Regions from separate parts of the Gasterosteus aculeatus genome. Here region 2 is linked to region 1. Evidence: chromatin contacts called from public Hi-C data. All regions are on one chromosome and are shown on one strand. Each heading gives the region's core, a stretch centred on a gene start, on an enhancer-like site or on the middle of the called end of the contact. The rest is flanking DNA. Distances are from core to core; before and after follow the strand shown.

Region 1 (5,034 bases), core at 910-3,409:
CCTTTTGAGGAATGCTGAAGGATTGTCAATGCAAGAATAAGTTAATTAACAACAGTGAATTAGTGACTAACTATGACTTAATCATATTATCCGTACATGTGTGCTTGAAGTGCTTTGTTTTACTTTTTTATCTGAGCCAGCGTTATTCAGATATTTTGTGAATATATCTATGCAATATATCTATGCAGTCCTTCATTAGTTAGACATAATGAAGATTTTAACCTTAAAGTGACAAGAAATCCTGAATGAATAAAACATGAATAAAACACAGAATAAGAGAAGCCAAACAAGTAAAGTTTACCATCTAACATAAAGTTAAACTATTGTTAGAGTGCTATTATACATACAAGTAATACGTATTATGTGTGCAAGTCCCTGAACTGTATGTTACTACTGACTCTCACCCTAAAAAGTTTACAATCAAGGCAATTTTATGTATCACATGCCTGCAAATATAGTATCTGATGCAATGCTTGTAGTGAAGAAATCATTTCTTTAAAAAAAGAACATCCAGGTTCATCTAAGTCTAATGCTGAAGAATCTGCATAAAATAATAACCAACATTTACTAGAGTTGTGCATCACCCTGATTATTAGTATTAGTATTATGGGCCGTGCTCCCATACGAGCACGAGCATACTTCAATGAGGTGTCCTCATGAAGCAAATTACTGGCAGAGCAAAGAGACGTGGAGTTCCCTTTGCAGTGGTATGTATTGGCAGCAGGGCACAGGTGTTTACCTAAACCGTTCTGAACAGGAACAGCACCATGACCCAACCCTTGGTTTCTGTAGTTACAAATATCCTGCCTAGAATTTGTAATTTGATCCAAAGTTATTCACATCTAAGTGGACTAACATAAGATGCTTGGCCAGAATAGATATATATTCAATCATGCAAGCAAAGTATGAACAGAATAGGCAGATGATGGATGCATTATCACGTTTTCATCACATGGACAATTCTTGCTACTGGTAACTTCAGAAAAAGCTCGATGTGATTGAGGCATGAGTGTAACAATAGCTAATTTGGCTAGCTAGCTAATGTTAACAGGCTAGCACAATTATCCATGTTGAGTTAAGCGATAAATGGTAATATTGCTTGGTAAAAGTTTGTTTTTTTGTAAAATAATGACTGGTCTTAAGAGCTTCTAGATGTTATTAGGACATAAAACTGATCATGTTATCTTGTCTACCTGCAGCAAACACCTGAAAACTAACCTGAATGTAATCTAGAGTTAAAAGTTATCCGATACCAAGAGTTTAGCTCGTGCTCTATTTGTGAAAGTGGATAATTAGGTCACTAGCGTATCATCCTCACAAACAAGGGGAGTATAGCTAAGAGGCAATTCTTTATCATGTGCCATGAGCAGGCCCGATGTGTAAGTGTGTACAGTATATGTAGAATACCTTCATACACTGGAAATAGAAAAGGAAAAGTTCTGCCCTTCTTGTATCTCGGAGAAAGTCTTTCCCCAGAGATAATACCTGAAGTCTGAAGGCTTACACTGGCACTGAAATGCTACTGAAAACTAGGTAAGGTGTGTTGTGAAGTCCTCTGAAAGCAGTATACGCGTACTGGACAGAAAGGATATCCTGAAACGAACGAGGGATCGGAGTATATACAGTGATCCGCTTAATGAGAAGAGACATTTTCTTTTACCAAAAAGTACTGCATTCCAATCTAAATGTATCCTGAGTGCAATAAAGGCAATATAAAACAAATAATTAACAGAACATTCATATAGGACGGCAAAACATACAGAACAAAATATAGAAAGCACAAACCTATCATGCTTAATTCAGATCGAAAATGAAAGTGAAACCTAGATGACAAACGTTATTATAAATATGTTAAATATAGTGTTTAGGATGAATAAATACTCTGAATATTACAGTGTTTGGACAAACAGTTTTTCTTACATCTCCTGTGTCTATTTCAGTCAGAGATGTGCATTTGCAAAACAGTGACAGAGACTTTCACTGGCATCCACAAGGGCCTAAATACACACACACACACACACACACACACACACACACACACACACACACACAATCTTACACACACACACACACACACACACACACACACACAGCAGTACTGCGAGATGTCACTGAGGGGCGCCACCTCCTTAGAAATGATGAACTTGATGCTACATACTACATTAATGGTGCCAAGAAATTAGTTTTTAAAAGATAACGTATGGCAGAGAGTTCATATCAAAATGGATAATTTGGTTTATATGTTACATATAACTCAAGTTTTTATGGGAAAACAATTCAGCTACTACCACTGTCTGGCAAATGCAACATCTGTCTGGTTAAAAATCACATCCTTAAAAGTACTTTACGATTGTATCAATCATTTGACGAGAGGCTTCCGTCCTGGAAATCATTTGCGTTCTCTTCCGATGCACTCTCCCTTTTCTCAGAAACCATGTGCAGGGAGTTATGCAATTCCTCCCTCCCTGGTGACTGTGACACACTCTGCTCCTCCATCTTTATAAGCTTCAGTTTCTTTTTGGGTGGATGTTTCAAGGTGCCCAGTCGCTCTTTAACTTTGTATTCCAGGGTGCTGTGTGGTATGCCGTAGATGGTTTGGGCTTTGGACACGCTCATTTTCCCTCCCATCACCACCTCGATAGCCTCCTCCAGCAGGTCAGTGTTGTACTGCCTATAGCGCCCGCGTTTCTTCCTGGGCTGCTTGTTACTCAGGTCGGACTCGGAATCCAGAGGACAGCTTCCCCGCAGGGATTTGCGATCCGCGTCTTGAGGCCAGTATTCCTTCTCGGATCCTGAGCTACTAAAACCTCCGCTGCTCTTGTTCTGGATCTGCCTGGGTAGAATGGAGCGAAGGGCCTTTCCCAGACCGCCCTCACAAGCCAACCCGGAGTACACGGTGGACAGGGAATCCCAACATGGGTCCGTTGCCAGAACTCGCACCTGGGGAATCTTGAGGTCACAGGATGAAGAATGAGAAAGCGAGAGGCCGTGGTCCCTGCAGGCCTCCTGGAGGTTTCCCTTCTCGTATGCAAGGGACTTTGACCAAAGTCCAGCAGCTTCCAACAACCTGGGTATGTCTTTAAGGTGCTCACTAGCCTCACTGTTGGTTTTGAGTTTAAGGAGGGCCCCGAAATTACTTTTGGAATTCCAGGAAGCAGATCCGCTTTTGAAAAGCTCAGTAGGTGCGGAGCTGCGGCTGAGAGGGAACTCTGGGTCGCTCTCCACATCCGGCTCCTCTTTGATGTGCAGCGCGTATGCGAGAGACGAGGAAGGCTTATAACGGGCGGAGTGGCCGATATTCTCCCTCCTCCTCCCATCCTGTAGGCTCTTCATAAACAGCCCGACTTGCCCGTCCGCCCTCAAGGATCGCCTGATTGGATGGAAGGAAATTGGGTGTAAGCAGAGCTTGCACAGTGCCTTTTTTCTCGTTTCTAAAGGAGGATGGGTTGGGGAGGGGAGGATGTTGGCCACTCCTTAATTATATGACCTTGCTTTTGGTAACTATCACTATCTTTTAAAATAACTGACTGAGAGGTTGTGTGTGACTTTTAAGAACAAAAAGGTTCATGTTTGACAAGTTTTTATTTGCTTGCTGGGATGAAAAAAAATAAACAAAACTGCATCAACATAAGAAAAAAAACAGGGTAAAAGAAAACAATACAAACAAAAGAAAGGGCATTTATTGGAGTAAGTAAAAGGTCTTGGCCCGTAACGCAAAGCCAGAAGGAGGCATTATTTGTCATTGCAGTACGGCAGCTTGGCACGTAGCTGTTAAGCAGGGCACACAAACTATGTCATATGAAATGACTAATGAAGCTCTTGACATTTTGTGTGGGACGTGACCAGCAAACAAGCGCAGAAATAAAAGAGTAAGCCAGTAGAGGGTCGTGTGTGTGTGTAATACATAAAAAGGAAAAGAAAACATTTATTAGAAAGAGAATGTAGCCTGTACTAGATAAAAGGTTATTCAAAATATATTAAAAAACGAGATATTTCTCTTCCCCAAAACTTATATTTTATATAAGATTATATTTTATCAGAGGAGTACCATCAAACTGGAAAGAGTGCATATTGTAAATCATATTTCAAAGAAATATGAAAATCTGAGGGAATGATCATCACTTTAGATCATATCAGCTGTCCGAGCAGCAGGAACATGCAAAGCCACTGGTGATTAATTAATCCATATCAAAATTTAATTATAGGGCATATTTAAAAAGGCCAGATCTGTATAACTGTATCAAAAGGCTTTGCTCAGCAAAAACCAACAGGACAAATTATTAAATAAAATAAATTATATTATATATATTTTAATTCAATTAGGATTAGTTACAAACTGATGTGGATGACAACATTAGAGGGTGTGTGTATTGTCTGCTACTACTAGTATACTAAAGTGTGCATCATGTTTATCTGAAATATATACAACATAAAATCAATCATAGAACAACTGACTACACTCCTTCCTTTAGAGAGGAACATAGCGAGCAGATGTGAAAGAATTCATTTTAACATCTCTACTACTACAAACAAATCATCTAAAATGAATTGAGCCACTGAGGACTCACTTTCAATAAAAAAAACACACACTTTCCACTGCATTTATTCGGGACTACAGTCCTTTAAAAGAGGACTTTTGTGACAAAAGGTGAAGCAAGATGCGTTAATGATAGGAAGGCTATAAGCCCTTCACTAAATCATCATAATCATCAGGCCAGCTGGTGCCTTGCCAGATAATAATGATTAAAAACGAGACCGCTCTCACAGAATCCTTTTAAGCCACAGTAGCTCACAAACTTATAAGATGTTGCCTAATCAGTCTCCAGCTGGCAAAACCAGTGACTTCTTGGACATGCAATTAGGACCAAACATCTCTATTATCTACCAGTTGGACAGGTTGTTTATTTTGAATGGCAGCATGATACAAACTGCATCCACAACGACGTACCGGAGTGAGATTTAAATGCACACTCCAGTAACGGGAGCACAAGGAATATTTAATCTGCAGCAGTTGGTTAAAACCCCTGACCCATT
Region 2 (5,034 bases), core at 1,095-3,594, 35 kb after region 1:
CGGGCGTACAAATCAAATTAATTGGGCCGAATAAAAGAGTGTAACTAATAGATGTGCCCCTGGGCTGTAGTTTTAACCAATCAAGTAATTTTCCGGCGCTGCGGTGAACGCTGAAAGCCTCTGCGTGCTGTCCGTTATGTGGGAAGTAAAGCTCAAAGAGATCTGGATGCCGTTGGCCTTAATCGTGAGCTCATGAAAAAATATCCATTTGTGAAAAGGAGTGCAGGGAATAAACATTTGGATGAGAAAGACCTCAAAGGCTGCTGGAACTGAATGGACCAGAAGAAAAGAGCCCATGCGCTGCAGGAGGACAAAGCCCGGCTTGATTCCTCAACAAGACTCACATGACATACATGTTGCCTCACCGTACGAGCGGCCTACATTCATTCAGCCCGCAGTGCCGATGGGAGAGCACAAGAGTAAATGAAATCTGCTTTGTGCATGAGGGCACTCGAACACAACTTGCAAATTGTCATCATTTGGATTTTTTTCACGGTGACGTAGTGGATAAAATGGGGTCGGTCGTTACCTGGTGCAGGACGTAGATGTGGTGGTTTTCCGTGGTGAAGGAGGTGTAGCTGTCACGCAGCCTGTCCACCATGGTGATGCAGGAGATAATGATTGGAGCAAACAGAGTGCTGATGCTGTCCTCGAAGGCCGGAAGCTGACCATCACAGCAACAAAAGGCAAAGAAGAAGAAAGAAAAAGGTCGAGAGTTATTTAAAGCAGTTAAAAGGCGTACGCTATGTCTGTTTACTTCCTTCCTCTTTACCCCCTGGCCGTCCTCTTGAGACGCCCCATACTGTTTCTGGACATTTTGCTGAAACTCTGGGTCGGTCCAGTGGAAGAGGACCTCGGCACTCTCACTGGCAATCAGTAAGCACTTCATCTGGACCGACAGGTACTGTCCCGCTGGTCTGTGCCGTCCAATTCACTCCAACCTCTCCGTGTGCATCACGCTACGAAGAAAAAAGGTCAAAAGTATAGAATATGAAGATAGAGGCAGTATTTTCACATAGAGCTAAGAAAACTGGAGAAACTGTAAACTGGATCTTTTTCCCACACGCCACTGCTCTTTGACCTAAAATAAACGGTATCTAAAGGCTGGTGTTTTATCAATGAGTACATTACACTGGTGAGAGTGTAGTGTTGAGACAAGGAAGGTCAGAGGCCTAAAAGGTCAAGTGTACGGGATTACAGGACGCTGGGAGTCAGAGCACACATAAGAGTTCCTGCACTGATTAGCAGTTTGTAAGAGATATACTCTAATTTTGCTAAAGATTGTTATTAATTAATTGTAAGCACTGTGAGGTACCGAGTCATCTTTGGACATCTAGTGATTTCAGCCTAAATTTGATTATGTGTCGGTCACTAATTGTTCTTTGAAATCGGCTTCTTCCTCCAAATATGTACTTAAATCCTCATGAGTAGGGCTTATGGCATTGGACAACTTTTGGACTCATATTTTTTGACACAAACCGAAAATGCAAAGACGTTTAATTAAATATTGATTGTGAAATCTTTCTGGTCTCGTCTTAATGTGGCCCGAGTGGTTGCAACACTTCCTCAATGTGCGCCTTCACAAATGCGTGTGCTGTCAGTATGCGTATTGTGAATTTCTATTGAAATGAGTATCAGTACTGATACAGTTTTGAATGTAACTAAGTGCATTTAATCAAGCGCTCAACTGTTGCAGGACTTTTCACTTCACGTATCTGACAGGTGCAGTTATATTAAAATGTAAGATCTGTGCATATGAAGCACGTAGAACATATTTTTTTCAAAGTCAAACATCCAAAATGCATGTACAGCTGTATATATAGACAATTATATTAGTCAATAGACAAACAAGTCATTTCGTTTTTCATGCAAAGGCATTTCATAGTTCCATCACCTCAAATGTATAGATCTTCTGCTTTTCCATTGAAATGAGTTTACAATTTGTACAATAAAAAAAACCCACACCACCGAGTGTGTGAGCGTGCATGCAGGTCACAGGGTTTTAGCTGATCCCGAAACAATTGAACGCCTCATTACTTGAAGCTGTTCCGATGCCCCGGAAATACCACCCCGTGTTTTACCTGAAGCCCTCGCTTACTTCCCCTCACCAAACTCCTAACTTCCGTGGTGCACAACGGCTGTCCACGGCTAAATAACACCACGACACTTCGTGTCAACACTCACTCCCTCCTCGGCCTCTCGGTCCAGACTCTCTGCTTTCCAAACAGCTTCGGCTTCTCCCTTCAGCTGGCGGACGCCTTCATCGCGGCCGCTGGCTGGTCGGAGACCCAAAACCCCTGGTTCCTCCCACAACCCTTACGTCACCGAGTCACGTGACGCCAGTAGGCGGAAGTGAGCTCGAGCTCCCGTCGAGGAGCCCCTCCCCCCCCCCCGCGTGGGGCGCGTGACTGAGAGCCTCGCGCCGTTCGGACGGTTTGGTATTCGGGGAATGCAGTTTATGGGGGAGAAGTTGAGATTTGACGGCAGATTAACCGTTTTGTGTGACTCTCTAAGAAAAGTCAGCCTTACACAACAATCCGCTAGCAAAATGTGCGTGAACACGAAGCACAGCACGATGTAAAAACACCATCAACTACTGATTTGTTTTACTTTTTAACATACAAAGGAGCAAGTGAAATCATAAAGTAACGTTGCATGAAGTTTTTTTTCTACACAAAACAATAAGAATAAAATTATTATCAAAAAGGAGAAGTTACAAATTGATTTCCAACAACATACATGGAACCGAAGTCCAATCAATCAGCTCCTTAATGTAAATGATATCTGGTGGGTTTTTTTTAAATTCGATCTTAAAATGTTGAGGACTGGTAAATGCTGCAAAGTCCAACATTATTACACTATTACAACATTTAAAAACGTATTATAGGAGAGAAAAGAAATTCTCAAAACACTATAAACTCAATACTGAACCTCCCCTAAATATTACAGTTGTGTCATCAAGGGAGCAACTTATCAGACATACGTTACAAATGCTGCATATACACAAACCAAACATTCAGCTGCTTCTCACAGAATGTTTTGATGGCTATAACAAATCTGTATTGTATCTCAATATTCAGCACAGATTGTATGTTTGGCTTCTGCGCGCAGCAACGAACCTCATAGCAACATAAATATTTATGTTTTATTAACCTTGCTTGGGTCAAAATGGTCCAAAATGCCAAGAGAGTTCCACGTCGTGGTGCCGGTCTAATCTAGTCCATCAGTTTTCTTGGGATAGAACGTTCATGGAAGTCATATTTAAGCTGACTCCTGTATATACAGAGTAAACATCATGAAATCCTCAGTGTATGCTAACAGGGGAAAGGGGGCCCTTGCATGTCTCAAAATGGATCACCGAGTGTAAACAGTGTTAGGCAGGCCTGGGTAACAGTTACCTCCACTAAAGAGGCACTGTCACGCAGAAGTGGCCAGACACGACCCGGTCCGACTAAATCACAACACGATTAGATTTCGCCGGCGAAAGTGACGCCGTGCAGTTGTGACCACCCTTGACTACTCTGTGTGCGTTCGACCGCCTGCTTCTCTCGCTCTGGGTTTTTCCAGGTTTTGCATGTGTGTTGAAAATAAAGCGTGTCCGCACACATTTCATCTACATGCTCCCACACCTGTGCGCCTCCGCGCCGCGATGAACCCTCGATTAACTAGACCAGGTGTCAACCAGTCTACTCCGAGTCTTGTGCGTCAACAATGTTGGCCTGTTTGAAATGAACCACATGCGGGCATGTGAGCATTCGACCGTTCCCGGGGATCATTTCTGAGAACAAACATTTCTGCTAAATACATGAAAGCTAAAAGGCCTTTTCCCATGAATGGAACCCAACAAAACAAAACACAAGAGTCCATGCTTCGGATCACGGCTCTTGAAGGACCACCGGTGTTCAGTACAGTTCAAGCCTTTGTTTGGCTTTCCATATGAATCGGTGCGGTGCAGTTTTTTTTCGCATACACCATGCTCACCTGGGAGAAACCGATCAAACATTTTAGTCAAAAGTGCACACGAGATCCTTCATCTCTCTTCAAAATGAGCCAGCCAGGCGGATCCCGGTTGTCAGCAGACACTGAGCCAGGTTGTCTGGGCCAAAGCTGAGGTCTGAAGCTTCAGCCCCGTCTCGGCTTTATGTTTCCCATCAGCAGTTGTCTCATGCAGTGACAGGACAGTACTCTTCCAACTACAAAGACTCTCCCCAGCTGCTTCCACATCTGGGGCCTGTGAGTGTACAGTCTGTGCATGTGTGCAGGAGTGTAAGGAGAGGCTTCTTGAATGTGGCAGATTCAATTTCGAGGTTCTCTCTGTAGGAGGGCGTATCTGCTGCTCTTTGTGGGCATTTATCATATCCTCTCACCTCTTTGCTTCTGCACATCCCTGTTAAACCCCGAGAACCGTTGATGTCAATTAACATGATGGACGTAGCTGTCTCGTGCACGCTACGGAGTTGACGAATTTGACACTGTGAGTGAAGCATAGACAAAAATAAATACCACTTTTTAGGTATTTTGAGGTGTTTATTATCAATGTAAACTTTTTTTAAAATAAAAAACAATACATAGGAACACTTTACATAGTAAAATAATGCTCTGCAAAAGAAATATGAACATCTCTACATCAACTATGAACAAATATTCTTTAAATTTACCATGTTTGGGTACGGAACCTGCTGCCGTTTATCTTGTCTTATCCCCCATGAAGGAGAAACGTTATCCTTATTATGTTCTCATTGCTCTAATTCAATCAATACAGACAACATAACGACATCTTTACTCACTCTTTGGTTTTGATGAAAGGAGGCCAATCTTTGTGTAAGATGTTAAACCATCTAAAGGGTACTTTCCTTTAGGTGGTAGTTTAATAATAGAAATATAAAGACAAAGCAAAGTATAAATTAGATGTGTACTTCGTGTAAGTAAACAAATCACTTATTTCCAACACTCTCTGTATGTACAATACATGATCTAATACCATATGACAGTAAATCTGTACAAAATTATGTAAAATATATAAAGTATATTTGG

What was found. A called contact is a pair of places that touch in the nucleus more often than the background predicts.
Region 2: a Hi-C map of whole body shows a contact between it and region 1, with 5 times the contacts expected there. The contact joins the promoter of hps1 here to the enhancer-like site in region 1. A contact is called at or near these places in 6 of 6 Hi-C or Micro-C datasets (blood and trunk muscle, liver, skeletal muscle and 2 more).

Annotation. Positions count from the first base shown.
Region 1 is chr6:11,508,337-11,513,370 of fGasAcu3.hap1.1, forward strand. The region is part of intron 6 of LOC120821127 (ligand-dependent corepressor); the gene reads right to left. Among protein-coding and RNA genes, the nearest start is that of LOC120821127, 13 kb to the right of the region's middle. Within about 2 kb of position 2,160, at least 6 of the 9 cell types and tissues checked have open chromatin away from gene starts, as enhancers often do.
Region 2 is chr6:11,543,032-11,548,065 of fGasAcu3.hap1.1, forward strand. hps1 (HPS1 biogenesis of lysosomal organelles complex 3 subunit 1) reads right to left here and starts at 2,345. Exons shown (of 18, transcript XM_040179552.2): 1 at 2,185-2,345; 2 at 773-959; 3 at 530-664. The coding sequence starts at 889. hpse2 (heparanase 2) reads right to left here. Exons shown (of 12, transcript XM_040178777.2): 12 at 4,507-5,034.